7 separate regions of the Mus musculus genome follow, and all the other regions are linked to region 6. The links are chromatin contacts, called in public ChIA-PET, Hi-C, HiCAR-type, HiChIP or PLAC-seq and promoter capture Hi-C maps. All regions are on one chromosome and are shown on one strand. The core of a region is the stretch at or near the end of the contact, and the rest is flanking DNA. Distances in the headings are between cores, read along the strand shown. Region 1 overlaps Clstn1 (calsyntenin 1). Region 2 has its middle 37 kb from the start of Gm572. Region 3 holds the start of Pik3cd (phosphatidylinositol-4,5-bisphosphate 3-kinase catalytic subunit delta). Region 4 holds the start of Nmnat1 (nicotinamide nucleotide adenylyltransferase 1). Region 5 overlaps Clstn1 (calsyntenin 1). Region 6 holds the start of Pgd (phosphogluconate dehydrogenase). Region 7 overlaps Ctnnbip1 (catenin beta interacting protein 1).

Region 1 (2,700 bases), core at 174-2,673, 430 kb after region 6:
TTTTAAGAGGGAGTCACACTATGTTATCTGGGGTTGGTCTTGAACTTTTAGCCTCACGCAACCCTCCTACCTCAGCCTCTTGAATAACTGGAACTACAAGCTGAGTGAATTTTCTTTTAGAAAATCAAGGGCTAAAGAGATGGCTCAGTGGTTAAGAGCACTGACTGTTCTTCCAGAGGTCCTGAGTTCAATCCCCAGCAACCACATAGTACCTCACAACCATCTGTAATGGGATCTGATGCCCTCCTGTGGTGTGTCTGAAGAGAGCAATGGCATACTCATATACATAAAATAAATAAATAAATAAAAATTCAAATATACACTGGTAAACTGAGGCGGCTGGTGCAGGAGGTATTTTCTCTCTCCCCACTCAGATCCTGTTGTCGTAAACTGGCCCTCAGCACACTCTGACCTCTGGTATCTTCTGAGCTGTGCAGCAGCTAAGAGCCAGCTTGGTTCTGACAGTGTTTTCTCGGACCACAGTCATGTGTGATTCCAAGATGATCTAGAGGTCACACGTCGGGTCACAGTTTAAAGGACAGCAACTTGAAACTCAAGTAATATTTTCTGCTTGGAAATGTTAGAAACTCTGTGACCACAGGAAGTTTACTCAGCCCGCAGTAAGCGTGAGTGGGTTAGGAAGACAGTGTAGTCACACACAGACACCACCGCATGGGGAATCATGGCCTGTAACTCCCTGAGTCACGTGTATGCTGAGGAGATGGGATGAAGAGTTGAGAAGGTGGAGAGAGATTTCCAGTTTCTTGAGTTCTGCACCAGGGTGGGTAAGAAGGTAGACACCGGCCTGTCTGTTGTGGTCTCAAGGGAGAAGAATGGAGCCAGAAGGGAAGAGAATGGAAGAGCCTCCTGGTGCCCCTGGGTCAGGTCAGGTGGTGTGTCTACCATGGGGACTGTCTGACCCTTTCTGAAACTTACTCTTGCTGTCTCCAGCTCCCAGTGCTGGGTTTCTCAGCCTGGGCCATTTCACCTGCCTTTCAGGAACTATTTATTAATGTGCATTACATAAAGCCATGACTGATCAAATGTACCTAAGAGTTTGTATTAAAGAATTTAACTTAAGAATTGCTGTTTGAAACTGCCCCCTTGGGCTTTCCAAATTATTTAATCTATAAGAATCAGGTTTTACTCTCTTGTCGAAGTATTTCAACAAAGTAGAGAGAAAAGAGTGAAAAGACAATGAGGACACCACGCACACGCACACGCGTACACAGCAGGAATGGCTTTACCACAGCACAGAGATTTACTTGTTTCCTCTTGCTATGAGCCTCATTAACCGTGAGGGGCTCCCTGGAGTGGGGTTCTGGCCCTCTGGCCTGGCATTGCTTGTGGTACAATACAAGCCACCCTAGCCCAGGGAGGCATTGTCACAGTTGGAGCCCTCAGCGTGGTATTGGGTTAGCTATGTGCTTTTGAGCTACAATACTTTGCTTGGTTTGGTCTGGTCTGGTCTGGTCTGGTCTGGTCTGGTTTGATTTGGTTTTTTAAGACAGGGTTTCTCAGTGTAGCCCTGGCTGCCCTGGAACTCACTCTGTAGACCAGGCTGATGTCCAGCTCACAGAGAACCTCCTGCCTCTGCATCCTGAGTGCTGGGATTTAAAGGATGTGCTACTGTGCTGGACCCTACTTTGCTTTCTTTAAAAATAATTTTTTGGGGGTGGGCAGGATCTCATGTAGGGGATGCTGACCTCAAACTAAATTGTATAGTTGAGTGTAGTTGTTGGGGCTGAGTGTCTTTTTCGTCACTGGGGTCTCTGAGCTCCTCCAGCAAGCCGCTCAGGGGAGGCAGAACACAGTCTGTGATAGGGGTCCCAGGTGAGAAACAGTGGGGGCTGGGATGGATGCTAAGGTTCCTGGCCTCCTGTGTACCCAGATGTTGCTGGTGACATCGGGGAGTTAGGAACTGGGTCCCTACAGGCCAGGCAGGAAGGGGATGGCTGAGCCCAGGAAGTGGGCGGGATCCAGTATGGAGTGTGGAGGGGCTGGAAGAGAGAGGGACTGCTCCAGGAGACTTAGGCATGCTCTTCACGATGAAGGCCTCACTCAGCCATGGTCCTTGATAGAGGAGCCTGTCCTTGCTGGTCCAAACTGCTTTATTTGATGGCAGATGTGAATGCATTCATCTTACTCAGGGTGAACCAGGAATTAAATACTTTTGTGGAAGGAATGCCCGGGAAGGTAAGCTCATTGGCTAAACACTCGGGACCTATCTAGATACCTCATTAACAAGGAGAACTCCAGGGTTTATGCTACATGACCAGTTGTCATGGTCCTCGCACTGGGCTGTCTTGGTTACATGTTCCAGAGCAGGTCTTTGGCAGGGAGCTGGCCTCACGCCTACTGTTCTCAATTCTGAGAGTTCCCGGGGTTTAGGCTTGCTCGGCCTTACCAGTCCTTCTGTCCACTTGCCTTACAGAGCATGACCTTGAACTCACGACCTTCCTACCTTCATCTCTCAAGTATTGAGATTACAGAAGTGCACTATCATGCTTCCATTTCTTTTCTTCTAAAGATCTATTAATTTTTATTTTTAATGTATGAGTGTTTTCCATGTATGTGTGTGTATGTATATGTATGTGCAGCACACACATGTAGTGCCTATGTATGCCAGAAGGGGATGTTGGAGGGCCCTCTGGAACTGGAGTTACAGGAATTTGTAACCATCCTGTGGCTCCTGGGAAC
Region 2 (2,700 bases), core at 68-2,567, 490 kb before region 6:
AATGAAATAAAATAAAATGATCGCTATGAATGGTCCAGCAATTCCCAGGGCAGGAAGAGGCTAGGCCTGGCTTGGCCTGGGCTCTGGATGCTCTTCTCAGGCAGAATAAACAATAGGCAGCCATTTCTTTCCCCTCAGCTAACTCTCCTCACCCTCTCAAAAGTGGGAAGTCTTCTTTAATTAAAAAGTGCTCGGGGTTCCATGCAGGACTCCTGTTCTCTTTTAAGACGTAACAACACTGACTCTATGGCCCCTCCTACACTTGATGTGCCAGGGCCAGAATGGTACCCATGACCAATTCTGGGGCTATGGCAGGCATACTCGTGAACATCGTCCCTGCCTTGGGGACATCTAATTTTCTTGCCGAGACCTCCCAGGTCTTGCAGGCAGGCATCTGTTTATGCCTGACACATCTGTGTGCCGTGACATCGTGGAAAGGGGTTCTGTGGGGTTGGGGTTGTGGGGTCTTAGCCAGTCTAGGCTATTCAATGTGATTAGACATCATTTGGGTCCCTTGGGTTCTAATCTTCTCCTCCCCAGAGTCTCAGCCAGTAAGCATACATACACTGTACTTCTTCCTTGTCTGTCCTGCGCAGCAGTCAACACAGCCAGAAAATCCCTGGGTTTGCCTCTGTGAGTACCAAGCCTGTGGCCCTGGACTCTCAGATGTCCTCTGCTTCCCGTGATGGCTTCCTGTCACGGCATACCCTTTTAGCGCCGGCTGCAAGTCTCTGTTGGGTATTTGAATCTCACTTAAACTGGAACTGTACTTATTATCAACTCAGTAATTCTCCAGATTAGGGAGTAACCGAACTCCCGATCCTCTATCTTCCGAGTGCTGGGATTACAGGCATGAACGGCCTTGCCATATGTCACTCATATAAGGCTGGACATGGAACCGGAGGCATCGTGCATGCTAGGCAAGAACCCTACCAACTGAACTATGTCTCAGGCCTATCTCCTCTCCCCAGCCCTCCTTTTTCCTCTTTGGAGACCCAGGGTGAGCCATTCCACACCCCAGCACTGTGCCCTTCAGAGTGAGGTCCCCAGCCAGCAATGCCTACATTCCCTGGGAATTCACTAGAAACACAAATCACTAGGGTGGTTTTGTTTTTGTTTTGTTTTGAGACAGGGTGTCATGTAGCCCAGGCTGCCCTGGAACCCTCTGTGTAGCCAAGGCTGACCTTGAATTTCTGATCTTCCAGTTTTCCTTCTCTCAGTTAAAGAGATTACAGCCAAGTCCCACCCTGCTCAGTTTAGATATGCAAATTATTAAACTTGGAATGTCCCTCAGTTACCAAAGTCTAGCTGGGCCACTGCATTATCTTAACGAATGAATTGGACCACACCCCAGATGACAGATCAAGAAATTCAGTCAGTGAGGCCTGATAGTTTGCATTCTAACAAGACTTCCTGTGGATTCAGGAGGTGCTCCATTGCACACAAGAAAACAACTGCTAGGGAGAGAGAGAGAGAGAGAGAGAGAGAGAGAGAGAGAGAGAGAGAGAGAGAGAGAGAGAGAGAGAGAGAGAGAGAGAGAGAGAGGAGACTGGTACTCCCTAAGTCAAAGAACTCCTTTGCCTCTAAAATAAAGGCTACATTCTGTTTCAAAGTCTTGCCACCACCATCTGCCCACTGTAAGCAGGACCACCCCTTTGAGGAAGAAAGAAACGATTGTTTCCATTTTATGGATGCAGAAACTGAGGCTCACAGCCTGATCCAAGGTCACATAGATAGCTGGAAAATAGTAACTCAAGGTCTTCATATTCTTAGGCAAGGAATCCTTCCAGCACACCTTGAGTCTTCAGAATTCCTTTAGACCAAAGAAACAAACCCAGGTCCTATTGGCCAGGAAGGAGATCTGCCTTCCAGCTTTCTGCCCAATTTCCAGTTGCAATCACAAGAGAGAGCATCCAGGAAGCATAAATTTTGCCTGGCAGTTGAGTAAGAGCTCTGAAAGGAGTTACACGTCAGGGAGATGGGACTTTATTTCTCAATGAAATAGCCTTTTTATGGCTGGAATAAAAGTGCCAGGGGAGCCTAATGCCAGGAAGCAGAAAGCACATTTGATAAACTCCTCCAGCCAGGGCGGGGCTGCATGGGAACTCACCGCAGAGTTCCCCACGACACCAGTGCATGCTTCTCTGTAGATCCGAGTCCTGCCTGGGAGAGATCTTGGTTAAAGGTGGTGGTGGGGTCGTGGGCGGCGGTCCTCGTGGCCCTTCTAGATGGAGAATGGCTGACACTGGACCCCAGAGCCTGAAGCTGGGTCTCCAGTTAAAAGTGGAGCTGCAATGTAAAGAGCAGCCAGCAGGGGGCAGCATAACACACTGTTCCAGCCTGACCTGGGGCTGCTACAAGGGTTGGGGGCTTAGGGGTGGGGGGGCCTCTGGGGTACAACCCTCAGAAGAGGTCAGCGGTAACTCTCTCCCTAGGAAGTCTTCCTCCTCCTTTCAGCTTTTCTCTTCAGCCTTTTCCTATCAAAGAACAGTTCCCCATAAGGTGGGGTAGGGTTTCCCTCCCCTGTCTTGCCCACTCTCTGGCTGTCTTCTTAAGCTTCGACAAGTTTATCTTTGGACTTGACTAACCCATTGATTTCCTCCCAATGGGGTCTTTCAGATAGTCTTAGTGTAACTACGTGCAAATGGGCAGAGTTTGTAGGTTTTGGGGGCACCACCTTCATAGTCCCGGGGCGGCGGT
Region 3 (2,700 bases), core at 159-2,658, 500 kb after region 6:
CTAGGGTGGGCACAAAGATGATTCTTGTTCCTGCAGTTGGTTTTCCTATTTCCATTTATGGCTTTTAAAATTCCGAGGTAAGGTCTCATCCTTCGCCCGCTCAAAACACAATCCAGTAGATCCCACACTTAGTGGGTTGCAGAGCCCTGTCTAAGTCATAGACAGAAACCACCAAATGCCATCCAGATGTGTGCGATGCTCACTCAGTAAATCACCCTGAAAATGATTCAGCAAACCCCAAACCTCTTTCTAACAATGGTGTTTACTGCCGGGGTGACAACTCTAAAGACGAGTTGGCTTGCAAGGCCCTTGCTCTGTGGACAGAGTGGTTCCGAAAATGACCGCCCAGTCATGAGCGGGATGCGAGCCCAGCCAGAGGCAGCCCCAAAGCTGGCTCGCAATCTAGCAATCTAGTAAAGGGAAATGCATACTGTTAAAGGGGAAGCTGACTTTGGAATGATAAGTGGAGTTTAAACCACAGGTTTTGAGACAATTCTTAGAAATTGTATCTTGTAGACTTCACATCTAAGGGCTGAGGGTAAGAGCTGAGGGTAAGCGCTCAGCGGGTAGGACATGTGCTTTGTAAGCATCAGGACAGAGTCAGTTCCTCGGAATCCACATTTTAGAGGCAGAGGGGGACTGGACAGATGACACAGCAGTTAAGAGCACTGGCTGCCTCTGTTCAATTCTCGGCAGAATATGGTGGCTCAAAGCCATCTGTAACTCTGGTTTCAGGGGACCCAAAGCCCTATTGTGGCCCCTGTTGCACACCAGACACACATATGGTGGATACCTATATGCATGAAATAAAAATAAGTAAATTATAAACAAAACAAGTGGCTGGGGATAATAGCACTCTTTTGCAATCCCAGTATGGAAGAGGTGGAGAAAGGTTGACTTGCTGGCCAGATAGTATAGCCTACTCCAGTGAGATCCTATATCGAGAGAGAGAGAGAGAGAGAGAGAGAGAGAGAGAGAGAGAGAGAGAGAGAGAGAGAAGAAGAAGAAGGAGGAGGAGGAGGAGAAGGAGGAGGAGGAGGAGACAGGAGGGGGACGGGAGGGGGAGGGGAGGGGAGGGGAGGGGGAAAGGAAAATAAGGTGCCCTGCTCCTGAGAAATGGCAGCCAAGGCTGCCTGCCTCTGGTCAGTTCCCACACACAGTTTTTGCCCTGAAATTCTGTGTCTGTGAACAGTGTCTCCCTGAGCATCAAGGTGTGAGAAGCGGCCATGGCTCTACCTGCTTGATGGTGCTGAGGTTGGCATTGCGGGACACGGGGAAGTTCAAGTAGACCCCTGTGGGCAGCAAGAAGTCAACAACCACGCTCTGGCTCTCCTCTTTGGTCCAGAACTCCATGGGGCAGTCCACCCCAGGGGGCATCCTGTTGTGTTACTTCTCTGAGGTCTGTTTTCCTGTGGGAAAGGCAAAGGCATGATGAACTAAGGCTTTGGCCAATGGGACGGCCAGATCTGGGCCACAGGAGGACATGCAAAGCTTGCTACACATGAGGCAGCATCCTGCCTAGGTGGCTTGTGACTCCCACCAATTTAAGCCACCCTATAGGCCGAGGTGCTTCTTATTACAGGTGGACATGCCATAGGCCAAAAGACCGCACTGTGGCCGACAGGTGACCCACAGTGGGAAACAAGAACAGGTAGATGCTTGAAAACCAAAGATAAAACTCTTCAGTTCTTAAAAATGTTCTGGCCAGAGACCAATTAGCTTAAAACCAGCGCTGACGAGCTGGCCACAGCACAGTGGCACCTGCTTACAATTCCAATAGTTGGGAGGTGAAGGGGGCTGATCAGGAGGAGAGCAAAGCCAGCCTCGGTTATATAGTAAGTTCAAAACCAGCTTGATGACCGTGAGATCTCTCTCTCTCTCTCTCTCTCTCTCTCTCTCTCTCACGCACGCACGCACGCACGCACGCACGCACGCACGCACGGAGAAAGAATACATGACTTTATCTAAGGAGTTACGATATCGGTCATGCCAACCCTCAGCCACCCCTTGCCCCCTCCACAGCACCACAGCAATAACAAAACATAACAGATCACAGGACACAGGGTGTGTTCACCACCCACACTCCCAGTCACCAAATCCCTCCCCGTCGCCACCAGCTTCCCCCTTCCAGGTCACTGCAACCTGGAATCTAGCCACTTAATCAACTGTAGGCATGTTTTCATACTCTTATTACTAGTGTGCGTTCATGAGCAATTCCTAGTATTTTCAGTGAGCTTTGAAAACCTGCCTGCCTAGTGACTCTTCAGAGCCGAGCTGTGGGACACCCACAGACCCAGGCTTGTGCAGGTAGGTCCTTTGCAAGGAGCCTACTGCCTCTGTGAGTCCCTGGATGCAACAGCCACATCATATCAAGAAAACATCACTTGCTTGCAACCCTCCTCACCAGCCTTGGGCTTCCGCATTCTTTCTGCCTCCCCCCCTCCCCCTCCCCCCCTCCCCCAACTGCACAGACTTGGAGGAGGGGGAGACAGGGGGGGGGGGCACACAGATTTCCCATTTAGTGCTGAAAGAAGCTTTAATGTTCATATAATCAAATTTGTCTACTTTATGCTTTATTATTTTGATTAGTTTTTTGGTTTTGTTTTTGAAATAGAGTCTCTACTATGTAGGCCAGGTTGGCCTCAAACTCTGTGAAACCTCAACCTCCCAAATGCTGGGATTAAAGGAGTGCACCACTGT
Region 4 (2,700 bases), core at 70-2,569, 320 kb after region 6:
GCCAATTATTTTGTAGAACATATAGCCAGTGTCTGAGCCTCACTCTGCTGCTGTGACAAAACACTCTGACCAAAAGCAACTTGGGGAGGAAGGGTTCTTTTGCCTTATACTTCCAGGTCAGTCCATCACTGAAAGAATTGGGGCACGGGCTCTAGGAGGAACCTGAAGCAGACACTACTGAGGAATGAATGCTGCTGCCTCCTGGCTTAAACTCAGTCTGTAGACCAGACTGGCCCTGAACTCAGAGATATCATTCCATCTCTGCCTCTTTAGTGCCAATGCCCAGCACCTAGGAAGCTGGCTTTCTTATACAGCCCAGTACATCAGGGTGGCCTCGAACTCAGAAATCCACCTGCCTCTGCCTCCCGAGTGCTGGGATCAAAGGCCTGCGCCACCACGCCCGGCTTAACTATGAACTTCTAACACCCCCCCCCCTTCAACTTCACAAAGGCATCACTGTAAGCTATAACCTTTCGATTTCTTGTCTCCAAAGTCCCTGTTAACATTATAAAACAAAAGCATAGACCAACTTTCAAAATTCTCAGTCTTTCAAAATTTCAAAACTTTTAAAGTTCCGAGTCTCTTTAAAAGTCCAAGTCTTTTAATCATGAGCTCCTGTAAAATCAAAATAAGTTTCATACTTTCTAATCCCAAAAGGGCAGAACCAGAGAATAGGAATAATCACAATTAAGCAAACCCAGAATCCAACAGTGTAGCTCAATATCCGACATTTGGGACTCAGGATCTGGGTCCCAAAGGGCTGGCATAGCCCTTTCTCCACTCAGCTCCCTGGTAACAGTTTACAGTCCACTCAGCAGCAATTTAACTGGTTCTCAAAGGCTGTGTGGGCTTGCTCTTTCCCAGATTTGGAAACGACTAAAAGGGAATGTCCTTCTCAGCACTGGCTTTCCCCCATTGCCTCTCACCCACATCCCTCTAAGTTCATGGGCGTCTGCTCTCAAGAAATCTCTAGAGAGGAAGAATCCAGGCCACCCCAAGTGGGGGAACTGACCTGCACCAAGGTCACAGGAAAGTTACCAACTTTTTGGTTCCAAGAACTAAAGGGCAAGAGTTGACTATGAAGAGCTGGCCCCAGGGACCGTTACAAAAGTCTCTAAAGGCCCAGCCATTGTGCATTGTCCCTTGCTTGGCAAAGTACGGGTCACCGGGCTAACGCTCGCACAGGCTCGTCTCCTAGGACCTCGGTGGGTTGCTTACCAGGCCTTGAAGGCCAAACGGCCCTAGTCCTCCAGGAGACAACCTCGGCCCGGACGCCAGCGCAGGGAACACCGCCGCCTTGCTCTCATTGGCCCCACACAGCCGGAAGTGCGCGAATCCAGCGGAAGTGCTCGCTCCATGCGGTCCGCCAGGCCGGGGAGTCAGGTAGGCGGGGCCCCTGGTTCCAAACCCTGGGATCCGCTAGCGGGCGGCAGGCGGGGATCGGGAGGGCGAAGGAGGTTGTCCTGTTTTCCGATCAGGGAGGACGGAGAAGCGTTTCGCAGGCGTAGGACTCCCCGCCTCCTCAGGTGACCACCGGGCCTGCTGGAGCCCGGCCTTGGCGGGACCTGCACACCTCGGCGGGAGCTTGGAGTTCGTCTGTCCGCGGGGAGGAGGCCGGCATCCGAGCGTGCGGTCCGGCTCTGCCTTATTTTTGCTCCGGTGGTCCCGGGCCCGGGCTTTGCTCACCTCCGTCCCTGAGAAGGTGTGCTTTCTGCCCTTGCCTTCTCGTGCGTCTGAGTTGGACAGTTTTCCTCAAGCCGAGTCCCGAGTGCTGTGGCCTCACCCAGAGGAGACTCGGCAAAAGCTACGGGAGGCACAGCCCAGGGATTCAGTGGCCTCTCCCGCGTCTTCCTAGGAATGGAGAACGTATTTCAGTTACAGTCTGCTTAGCGGGAAGTGATCTGGACAGCTGTAGGCCAAGTTCAGACACAGCAAATAAAACTCTTAACAGTTTTACCTTGTTCTAGCCAGCTCCACCCCAGGAGGTTTGAAGTTTGAGCCTCCGGTAAACTTTATGACAACTTCGCTTTCCTCAAATTGATGACACTCAGAGCTCCGACAGTTGGCGAGTTTTGAGCACCGTGCACGGGACAGGATACTGGAACCCCGGTGAGCGTGAATGAATATATTCCACTCCAGATGACAGTGTTGGCCATTTCGGCAGTCTCAAAGGAAACGCATCACTTTTATTCAATACTAGGTGGTGCCAGTGAGTCAAATCTTTCTGGTCTAAATCTGTAGTGTGGTTAAAGTTTTTTTGTTGTTGCTTTGTTTTTTTTTTTTTGTTTTTGTTTTTTTTTTTTTTGTTTGTTTGTTGTACAAGCCTTTATTTTTCCTTAAATTTATTCAGAATAACTTTGCCTTTTGAGACTGTATTGCAGCTTGGGAGTGCAGTCTGGCGTAGCGTATATGTAGCATTCTGGTTCCTCCATTTCCCCCAAGAAGAGATAAATTTTTGTGTTAAACAGTAATAACTTACTGTGCAGGGGATTTATCTTAATGGTAGAGTCCTTGCTTAGCAGGAATGAGCGCCTGGATTCAATCCCCTGTTCTGGGGGAAGAAAAACAAGTCTGGGCATGTTAGCACATACCTGTAATCTTAGAAAAAATATGTTCTTTTCATTTTACATTTTCATAATTTACTTTTTTCTTTTTCTTTTTTTGGGGGGCGTGGTTCTAGACAGGGTTTCTCTGCGTAGT
Region 5 (2,700 bases), core at 152-2,651, 460 kb after region 6:
TCTGGTTTATTCCCCAGGTGAGATTTGTGGCTTTAAAATTCACGGGCAGAATGTCCCCTTTGATGCCGTGGTAGTGGATAAGTCCACGGGTGAGGGAATAATCCGGTCAAAAGAGAAACTGGACTGTGAACTACAGAAAGACTACACATTCACCATCCAGGCCTACGACTGCGGGAAGGGCCCCGATGGCACCGGTGTGAAAAAGTCTCACAAGTAAGTGGGCCGGACAGTGTCCAAAAAGAGCCACCCAGGAGATGAGTGTACATGGGGGAGGAGCAGTCAGGAGCTGGCCCCTGGGTTCTTCTCTGTGTTCTGAAAAGGAGCAGGAAGAGTTCTGTGGGGAATCAGTTGGGTCGGTCGCAAAGGGCGGCCTCCAGCCTGCATGTTCCCTTTTGTGTCCAGCTTCTGGAAAGAACCTGTTGGAAACAGGTTTTGAAAAGAGAATGAATGGTTTATCCCACTGAGTGTTCTTGGTAAAGAAACTAAAGTCCCACTGGGAATAGTGGCTCGTGCCTGTTCTTGGAGGAGGGTGGAGGCAGGAATGGACAGATGACTGACAGACAGATAGACAGACAGACAGACAGACAGACACACACACACGAGGTCCTGTATTGACGTTTTCCCTGAGGAAATGGTTCTGTTATTTTTATTATTTCCTGTAAACCCTCAGCGCGTAAGCTAGCTAGCTTGTGAAAGAAGCAGACAGGCCTCCTCCATCCTGCGTTGAGTTCACATGTCTCCCGCGAGCAGAGGGTGTACTCCAACAGAGAGGGCTCTAGAAGAGACAGGTTTAATACCCTAGACTTTTCTCACCAGCCCTTCAACACCAGATTTAATGTTGCTGAGCGCTGAGTCCCCTCAGTGTCTACACTGTGTGGGCCACATTCTGTCTGTCACAGGACATGGTAAGGGCACTCGACATAGATGAGCGTGGGTCGGGACGCTTACAGGTGAACAGCATGGTGTGTTGCAGTGGTGAGAGTAATGTGTGGCCGGCTCACACAGTGACGTTTTATTCATTGAGAAGAGTTTGAGTGTGTGCTAAGGATGGGCCTGTGCATTACATGGGCTCTCAGCTACAGATTTGCCCTCCCAAAAGACGATAGATACCTGGTAAGCGAGAAGTCCTTGAAGCCCGTAGTGTCATCGTTTGGAGACTGATTTGGCGGTACCCAGTTATAGGGCGGGGAGGGAAGGGGTGCCTCTGCTATAGGCCTGTACTTGCATAATCTGGATGACATCCCAGTAGTGACAGCCTCCTTCAGAGGAGGGCAGAGTTTCTTTGTTTTTACATGTGTGTGTAATGTGTGTTCACAAACTGCGTGGATATCCCGGGGTGCGTGCGTTTCTCAGCTGCTCTCAGCTTTCTGTGTGGAGATGCTCAGTCTCTCCCTGCAGGTGGCGCTCACCTCACGGTTTGGCCAGCCCAGCTTGCCAGCTTGTCCTGCAGTCCCATTCAGGGCATTACAGATGAATGGCCATATCTGTGGGTGCTGGGGCTCAATGCTCCTGCCTTCATACTTTCGTGGGAAGCGCGTCATTCACTGAGCCACTTCTCTACCTTAGAATTTATTTTAGCTCATATACTGAAATTTTTTCTCTATTTTCTCACCCTTCTTCCTTTGGCTGTATGTTTATAAGATTCTGTAGTAATGCATCTTAATTTCATGGCCAGAGAAAGTGCGTCCCTGTTTGATGAATTCATCTCCCTTCACATCTTGCCCCCACACTGAAAGAAAATCCTGCCTCTTTAGTTACACCGGTTTTCTGAGTCAGCCGCCTGGGCTCTTAGGGCTCGGAACAATCAGCTCATGTCCGGGTTTTAACTTCCCGTGTCTCTGTGCCAAACTAAACGGAATGCAACTCCGTTTATATTCTGGCTTCATTGTAGAGAGCTCACAAAACAATATCAGGGAAAGAATTGTTGCTTTTTGGGTAAAAGGCAGGACAGAACCCCCCACAACAGCCTTCCCTCTTCTTGTCCAGAGCGTTTATATTCTGGCTTCATTGTAGAGAGCTCACAAAACAATATCAGGGAAAGAATTGTTGCTTTTTGGGTAAAAGGCAGGACAGAACCCCCCACAACAGCCTTCCCTCTTCTTGTCCAGAGCGACCGTGCACATCCAGGTGAACGACGTGAACGAGTACGCCCCCGTGTTCAAGGAGAAGTCGTACAAGGCGGCCGTGGTGGAGGGCAAGCAGCACAGCAGCATCCTCAGGGTGGAGGCTGTGGACGCAGACTGCTCCCCGCAGTTCAGCCAGATCTGCAGCTACGAGATTCTCACCCCAGACGTGCCGTTCACTGTGGACAAAGACGGTAAGGACGGAGGAGCCTCGTGAGGCCTGGCCCCTCCGGTGAGATCAGAGGCTGACCTGACTTCCCGGTGCTGGCCAAGCATGGGAGGGGAGCTTGCAGGCTGCCTGCAGTCCACTTAGCTCCAGTCCCTCGGGTTTGACTTAACTCGCTGGTCTGAAGCCGCTCTCAAGCCTGGGCTCTTCGGGCCTCTCCGTCTCCAAGCCAAGTCCAGTAAAGTCCTCATTTAATGTCTGTCTTCTCGGTTCCGTCCGCCTGCAGCTGGGCATGGTGTCCCTGTAGCGGTTACCTTTTACACACACTTGTGGTAATGCTGAGTATCCAGTGCAGGGCTTTGTGCTTGCTAGGCAAATGTTCTCGTACCGGACCACGCTATCGCTCCTTTT
Region 6 (2,700 bases), core at 115-2,614:
GCCTTTTCTTTTTAAGTGCTAGGCAATCTCTGCAAAGTCCAGTCACAGCAGAGAGCCCAGGGAAAGGCGGTTGCCACTTGTTGCTTATCAGGTTGAGCCTGTCACTACTACCTGGGTCCTTTGTCCCTGGTAATCCTGGTGTCTAAGCCATGCTACTATTTAGAAAGAACATTCAGAGCCCACAGGCAGGAGGATCCTCTGACCCTGGACTCAGAAAGCTGAGATGAGAGGGCCCTGAGACTCCAGTGTGACAACACTGTGAGACAAGCTGCTGTCTACAAAGAAAAACAATCTCCATGTACCCCAAGTTTTCCTAGCTACAGCTTCCAAGATCTGGGTCCCTTTACATCTATGGTTTTCAACCTTCCTAACGCTGCGACCCTTTAATATAGCCCCTCGTGTTGTGATGACCCCCAATCATAAAACTATTTTCATAACTACGCAATAACTGTAATTTGCTAGTGTTATAAATCATAATGTTGAGAACCACTGCTTTTATATTTATTTCTATCCAAGGAGGCTCTTCCCTTAACTACAGAGGGAGCACGACTAAAGCAGAAATTCTTCTACAAAGACACCAAACAGTGCTTACTGAGTGATGCCTTGGGATCTCTGAAAAACAAATCACAGCTCTCAGCGGGAAGGCAACGTGTCCTCACTACTTACCACAAATCCATGATCATTCATGTTCAAAATTAAGTTCTGGCCCATGACAGCCAGTCCGATCAGTGCAATGTCAGCTCTGAAATGACAAAAAAAAAAAAAAACAATAAAGCAAACACAAAGAAAGGATATTAGTGTTACTTAGTGGCTTTTATTAGGACTGGCAGCCTGCACCCTTCTCGGCTCACACCATGCACCTAGGATCGACCGCACCCTGCACCCCACAGTTCCATGGAAGTTCCTTCTAAAGGGCGTCCGGGCACACGAAGCCACCCATGCCCTGCCCCTGGCCCTGCCCGTCGTTCCTTATGGCCTGGCCAGCACAAGGGGCGTGGGCCGTCCCCGACCCAGCGCGGCCTTCCTTCCCCGCGAGCCCGTCGCAGCCGCAAGCTCCCACGAAGGGGTGGCGGAGCTTGCGCTGGCCATGGCGGGGACCCTGAGGTGCAGGGGTCAGGGCTGCGCGAGGAGACCCAGGCGACCACCGGGGCTGAGGAGAACAGGGAGACAACTGAGCAGAGCCCCGCCATCACCACGCTCAGCCCCGGAAGTCTCCCGGGCCCGACTGCGCGTGTCGGTCACTCACTGGGCCATGGCGGAGGCAGACGAAGCAGAGTCGAGGAGGAAGAAACGCGAAGGACCGAGCGCTCCGAGGCAAGTACAGTGAAGTCCGGCTCCCGGCGCCTCGAGAGGCTTACAGAGACGCTGGCCAATCAGAAGACAGGGGTGGGCCGATGCCCCACGCTATTGGGTCTCTGCGGCGCCTGTTATACCACCTGAGGGCAAACGGACCCGCCCACCCCCGGGGCCCAGATCTGTAGAGCGCCGAGCAGTCGATGGCACCTCGAGCTGGAGAGGAGCGTTTAAAGGGCTTCTTCTAAGTGTTCTAGGAGCGTTTAAAGGGCTTCTTCTAAGTGTTCTAGCGGGACCTTGCACGATGCCTCCCGCTCGTGCGGAAGCTCGGGTCTGCAGCTCGGCGTGAAAGAGAAGACATTAAGGGCTTGGTGCAGCCCTTACCAAGCCCACTGGCGTTTTTGATCCATGGCTGCTGCTTCCCTTCACTGTCCCTCAACTCTGAGGCAGGAGTCAAGTCTGTCCTATCTGTGGGAACCTCAGTGTGTACCATTTTTGCAGGTCAAGAAACAGCGGTGCAAACTAAGACGAGACGGTCAGCAAGTAAAGAGCCAAGCGGGTGGAAGTGGAACCCACTCCGCAAAGTTGGCATCTGACCTCCACGTGCAGCAGTGGCGCGTGCGCCCACTCGCACAGAAAGAGAAAACGAAGCGGAGGAGAGGCTTGAGGGGTTTTGGGGGGGTGGTTTCATAATTATTTATTTTTTGTGTATTGGTTTGCCTGCATGTATGTCCGTGTACCTCGTGCGTGGCCGATACTCGGGGAGGCAAGACTGGAAGTGAGTTCTTCCTTGTGCTTGTAGCGGAACACAAGCACTCTTCTCTACCATTTCCTCAGCCCCACTACAGTTTCCGGCGCTGGAGGTCTGGGGTGCTGTTTCGCCCGCTGGTCAGACACTTTTAGTTTCAATTTACTTTTCCATTCAGACTCAGGTGTTGGTGCGCTGCTTTCTTTTTTCTTTTCTTTTTTTTTTTTTTTTTTTTTTTTTTTTTCGGGGGGCGGGATTTTTTCTCTGTGTAGCCCTGCCTGTCCTGGAACTCACTCAGTAGACCAGGCTAGCCTCGAACTCAGAAATCCGCCTGCCTCTGCCTCCGGAGTGCTGGGATTAAAGGCATGTACTACCACGCCTGGCTAGGTTCAGGTTCTTTCCATTGCCTACTCTCTCTCTAGGAGTGGCTATCATGTCCTTCAATGAATTCCTTTTATCTTTTGTAAGTTTTGCACACAGCACATAGACATAACGCTTGATGGTAAATGAAAAGACTGGCTTGCACCAGCTTCTTGAATTTTTTTCCCTCACTCCAGTACTACGAATCAAATCGTAGGTTTTGAGCATTCTAGACAAGTGCTTTGCCACTGAGCTATATCCCTTGCCTGGCCCTAAGTGACTTTCTGTTTCTCTCTGTG
Region 7 (2,700 bases), core at 201-2,700, 360 kb after region 6:
AGTTAATGGAACAAACACCTGCAGAGCCTGAGGTCATCTCTGCTGTCAGGCAGCTGGGAGGAAGGAAGTGAGACCTGCAGCAGCTCTTGAAGGGGAGGGTTCCTCCTTCCTTGGATTCTATCCTGTTCCGAGGTAGCTGGAGACGGAGGAAAGGAAAAGCTGCTGGTTGTGGCACAGCAGAAGCTGTTACCCAGAGGCCTTCCACAGTTACTAGGTGCATTGTAACTTAACAGATACATTGTAACTTAACAGATACATTGTAACTTAACAGAGTCTTTGCACAACTTCCCACGTTCCAGTGTGCTGAGATTAGAGTAGAAAGGGACAGAGTTACTAGGTACATTGTAACTTAACAGATACGTGTCTTTGCACAACTTCCCACGTTCCAGTGTGCTGAGATTAGAGTAGAAAGGGACAGAGTTACTAGGTACATTGTAACTTAACAGATACGTGTCTTTGCACAACTTCCCACGTTCCAGTGTGCTGAGATTAGAGTAGAAAGGGACAGAGTTACTAGGTACATTGTAACTTAACAGATACAGTGTCTTTGCACAACTTCCCACGTTCCAGTGTGCTGAGATTAGAGTAGAAAGGGACAGAGTTACTAGGTACATTGTAACTTAACAGATACCCATGTCTTTGCACAACTTCCCACGTTCCAGTGTGCTGAGATTAGAGTAGACAGGGACAGTAACCCTACAGCTTTCTCCAGAGTGGTCTCTAGGAGTTCAGCCCAGGAGGCCACTCCTGGAGTTCTAAGCTCAGTATAACAGTCCAGAATTATGATCCCAAAGCTGGACAAAGAAATGGGATTGCTCACAGGCTGAGCCTACTGCCCCTAGGGACATAAGTGAGATTAATGAATCCTCATACTGTAGGCCATCCTGTTGATATCTAGTCCTCCATGATAGAAGGCTTGAGGCTCCCTAGCTCCCGCAGGTGGCTTGGGAGGCTGAAGCAGAAGACCTGTGGCGAGAGAGAATTCTGTCTGTCTGTCTGTCTGTCTATCTATCTATCTATCTATCTATCTATCTATCTATCTATCTATCATTTTGTATGTCTATGCACCATGTGCATGTCTGGTGCCCACAGAGGCCAGAAGAGGGCATCAGATCCCTAAATTGGAGTTAGAGATGGAGGTGAGCTGCCATGTGAGTTCTGGGAATTGAACCCAGATCTTTTGGAAGATCAGCCAGTACACTTCACCACTGAGCCAGGAAATGATTCTGAGGCAGTAGACTGTGCAGGGATCGGTCTGGGAGACCCTGCCAGGCCTGCTTTTGAGACGGCTTTGGCCCATGATAGTGAAGGGCACTGAGCAGGTCTGTGGCTCAGTGCAGGGGCCATATGCAGTTCGTGAGGAAACTGGACTGGCCTTGCCCCAACAAGTGCATGCCACTGCCTCAGCTTTCTCCTTCCCCTGTTTAACTAGAATGGCTAACTGTGGTCACAAGGAGTTGATGCAGCTGCGGAGTGGAGTCAATGGCGCTCCAGTGGTTCACATTTCCACCCTGGCCTCCTCCTGTGGGGGAGACTCGAGCTCTGTGGAGGAGATCCGAGCTCTGAGAACTTCCTGGATAGGCTTCTTCCTTGAGATGAGTGGGCCTGAAACTGACATATGAGAAAGTAAAACAGCAGTTTCCTTCAGGCAGCGGGGGCCTAGAGCAGCTGTGGGGTTAGTAGGTCACAGAAGAAAGGGCCCTATGCTGTCCACTCCTGGGGCAGAGGCTTCCTCCTAATGTCCTTGCTTAGGACACTTCCTGCCAGGACCCAGCCTCGGTAGAAGACCTTTTGGGTAGGAATTCGAGAGGTGCTTGCACTCTCTCAAGAGCGGAGGAACTCACTTATAAATAGACCAAGTCCCCAGACTCTGCATTACCCACCCCTCTGGGATTTGACAGAGGCCGATGGTCCTGGGACAGATTAGATTAGAGGAAGATCCGAAGCCGGATCCTGTAGGCGAGTTGGTTCCTGACTTAAGGTCTTAGACCATGACTTGGCCAGGTTTCAGTGTGCCAGCTGTTCTCTGGGGAGGGATAAAAAGGACCTATGTCTTTCTCCCCTTCGTTGCGGTCTGCTCCTGCGCACAAATGAAACCTTACTGGTTCTTGGTCAGAGCTAAGGAGCCTAAGACACAGATGCTTGCATAGCTCAACGCTCCCTAGCTGTGTGCTCTGTCCCCTGCTGACACACCACACCGAGGCTTGCTTGCTGCTTGCTTGTGTCACCCAAGGGGACAGACAGTTCAGTCAGTTGGGCCAACCAGCATTAAACAGGTATCCGATTATAGAACTATAAATATATACACACATGTACATACACACACACAGAGGAAGAGCCATTGTGATGTCCTATGTCTGTAGTCCTAGCTATTCAGAAGGCTGAGGCAGGAGAATCGGGTAAATTTAGGTTTGAGAGCAGCCTAAGTGACATAGCAAGCTCCTGACCCACAAATAAATAAAAAGAATGAATTTAAAAAATTGATCCTGCATTGTGGTTGGCATCTATCATCCCAGCACTTGGGGGGCAAAGGGACCGTGAGTTTGAGACCAGGGTGGGCTACCTAGCAAGACTGTGTTTAATTGGGAAAAAAAATAGGGGCCAGTAAGTTGGCCCAATAGGTGTAAGCCTGTGGACTGAAGTTCATCCCGGGAGCCCACATGGAAATAGAAGGAGAAAACCAATCCTACAAAGTTGTCC

Evidence for each region. Promoter capture Hi-C pulls out the DNA fragments that hold promoters and counts their contacts. A called contact is a pair of places that touch in the nucleus more often than the background predicts. ChIA-PET counts read pairs in DNA pulled down with a chosen protein or histone mark. HiCAR-type assays count read pairs that join an accessible place to other places. HiChIP or PLAC-seq counts read pairs in DNA pulled down with a chosen protein or histone mark. Capture Hi-C pulls out chosen DNA fragments and counts their contacts.
Region 1: a contact with region 6 is called in a Hi-C map of embryonic stem cells, with 2.1 times the contacts expected there. The contact joins the enhancer-like site here to the promoter of Pgd in region 6. A contact is called at or near these places in 2 of 39 promoter capture datasets (the C10 cell line and cranial neural crest), 7 of 484 Hi-C or Micro-C datasets (B cells, the G1E-ER4 cell line, embryonic stem cells and 3 more), 8 of 115 datasets of contacts at active chromatin or transcription factors (the 230-238 cell line, T-cell acute lymphoblastic leukemia, astrocytes and 4 more) and 2 of 9 other capture datasets (embryonic stem cells and liver).
Region 2: a contact with region 6 is called in a promoter capture Hi-C map of embryonic stem cells, with 3 times the contacts expected there. The contact joins the enhancer-like site here to the promoter of Pgd in region 6. A contact is called at or near these places in 1 of 39 promoter capture datasets (embryonic stem cells), 6 of 115 datasets of contacts at active chromatin or transcription factors (bone marrow-derived macrophages, embryonic stem cells, kidney and 2 more) and 1 of 9 other capture datasets (embryonic stem cells).
Region 3: an RNA polymerase II ChIA-PET map of memory CD8 T cells shows a contact between it and region 6, with 5 read pairs. The contact joins the promoter of Pik3cd here to the promoter of Pgd in region 6. A contact is called at or near these places in 1 of 39 promoter capture datasets (cranial neural crest), 1 of 484 Hi-C or Micro-C datasets (olfactory sensory neurons), 10 of 115 datasets of contacts at active chromatin or transcription factors (bone marrow-derived dendritic cells, bone marrow-derived macrophages, embryonic hindbrain and 5 more) and 2 of 9 other capture datasets (adipose tissue and liver).
Region 4: a promoter capture Hi-C map of liver shows a contact between it and region 6, with 2.6 times the contacts expected there. The contact joins the promoter of Nmnat1 here to the promoter of Pgd in region 6. A contact is called at or near these places in 10 of 39 promoter capture datasets (the 3T3-L1 cell line, the C10 cell line, cranial neural crest and 6 more), 4 of 484 Hi-C or Micro-C datasets (Th1 cells, forebrain, nephron progenitors and 1 more), 13 of 115 datasets of contacts at active chromatin or transcription factors (the NIH/3T3 cell line, the SCID.adh cell line, T-cell acute lymphoblastic leukemia and 8 more) and 4 of 9 other capture datasets (adipose tissue, embryonic stem cells, liver and 1 more).
Region 5: a contact with region 6 is called in a HiCAR-type map of astrocytes, with 2.6 times the contacts expected there. The contact joins the enhancer-like site here to the promoter of Pgd in region 6. A contact is called at or near these places in 1 of 39 promoter capture datasets (maxillary cranial neural crest), 5 of 484 Hi-C or Micro-C datasets (the G1E-ER4 cell line, cerebellum, myocytes and 2 more), 3 of 115 datasets of contacts at active chromatin or transcription factors (astrocytes, cardiomyocytes and microglia) and 1 of 9 other capture datasets (adipose tissue).
Region 7: a contact with region 6 is called in an H3K27ac HiChIP or PLAC-seq map of extraembryonic endoderm stem cells. The contact joins the enhancer-like site here to the promoter of Pgd in region 6. A contact is called at or near these places in 8 of 39 promoter capture datasets (the 3T3-L1 cell line, cranial neural crest, frontonasal cranial neural crest and 5 more), 4 of 15 datasets of contacts at CTCF or cohesin (CD8 T cells, embryonic stem cells, large pre-B cells and 1 more), 17 of 484 Hi-C or Micro-C datasets (CD8 T cells, the CH12 cell line, the MNK3 cell line and 9 more), 32 of 115 datasets of contacts at active chromatin or transcription factors (the 230-238 cell line, the NIH/3T3 cell line, the SCID.adh cell line and 20 more) and 3 of 9 other capture datasets (embryonic stem cells, liver and pancreatic islet).

What each region holds. Positions count from the first base shown.
Region 1 is chr4:149,598,363-149,601,062 of GRCm38.p6, forward strand. The region is part of intron 1 of Clstn1 (calsyntenin 1); the gene reads left to right. Among named protein-coding and RNA genes, the nearest start is that of Clstn1, 13 kb to the left of the region's middle. Within about 2 kb of position 1,424, at least 14 of the 459 cell types and tissues checked have an H3K27ac peak or open chromatin away from gene starts, as enhancers often do. A contact at or near this core is called in embryonic stem cells, where this site is marked.
Region 2 is chr4:148,679,419-148,682,118 of GRCm38.p6, forward strand. No RefSeq gene overlaps it. Among named protein-coding and RNA genes, the nearest start is that of Gm572, 37 kb to the left of the region's middle. Within about 2 kb of position 1,318, at least 35 of the 459 cell types and tissues checked have an H3K27ac peak or open chromatin away from gene starts, as enhancers often do. A contact at or near this core is called in embryonic stem cells, where this site is marked.
Region 3 is chr4:149,661,908-149,664,607 of GRCm38.p6, forward strand. Pik3cd (phosphatidylinositol-4,5-bisphosphate 3-kinase catalytic subunit delta) reads right to left here and starts at 1,409. Exons shown (of 22, transcript NM_001164052.1): 1 at 1,237-1,409. The coding sequence starts at 1,377.
Region 4 is chr4:149,483,891-149,486,590 of GRCm38.p6, forward strand. Nmnat1 (nicotinamide nucleotide adenylyltransferase 1) reads right to left here and starts at 1,320. Exons shown (of 5, transcript NM_133435.2): 1 at 1,219-1,320. It overlaps Lzic (leucine zipper and CTNNBIP1 domain containing), which reads left to right and starts at 1,376. Exons shown (of 7, transcript NM_026963.6): 1 at 1,376-2,109.
Region 5 is chr4:149,627,195-149,629,894 of GRCm38.p6, forward strand. It overlaps Clstn1 (calsyntenin 1), which reads left to right. Exons shown (of 19, transcript NM_023051.5): 4 at 18-213; 5 at 2,109-2,317. Among named protein-coding and RNA genes, the nearest start is that of Mir7023, 27 kb to the right of the region's middle. Within about 2 kb of position 1,402, at least 27 of the 459 cell types and tissues checked have an H3K27ac peak or open chromatin away from gene starts, as enhancers often do. A contact at or near this core is called in adipose tissue and astrocytes, where this site is marked.
Region 6 is chr4:149,165,341-149,168,040 of GRCm38.p6, forward strand. It overlaps Pgd (phosphogluconate dehydrogenase), which reads right to left and starts at 1,365. Exons shown (of 13, transcript NM_001081274.2): 1 at 1,247-1,365; 2 at 667-742. The coding sequence starts at 1,254.
Region 7 is chr4:149,528,186-149,530,885 of GRCm38.p6, forward strand. The region is part of intron 1 of Ctnnbip1 (catenin beta interacting protein 1); the gene reads left to right. Among named protein-coding and RNA genes, the nearest start is that of Mir5616, 8.3 kb to the right of the region's middle. Within about 2 kb of position 1,451, at least 24 of the 459 cell types and tissues checked have an H3K27ac peak or open chromatin away from gene starts, as enhancers often do. A contact at or near this core is called in extraembryonic endoderm stem cells and nephron progenitors, where this site is marked.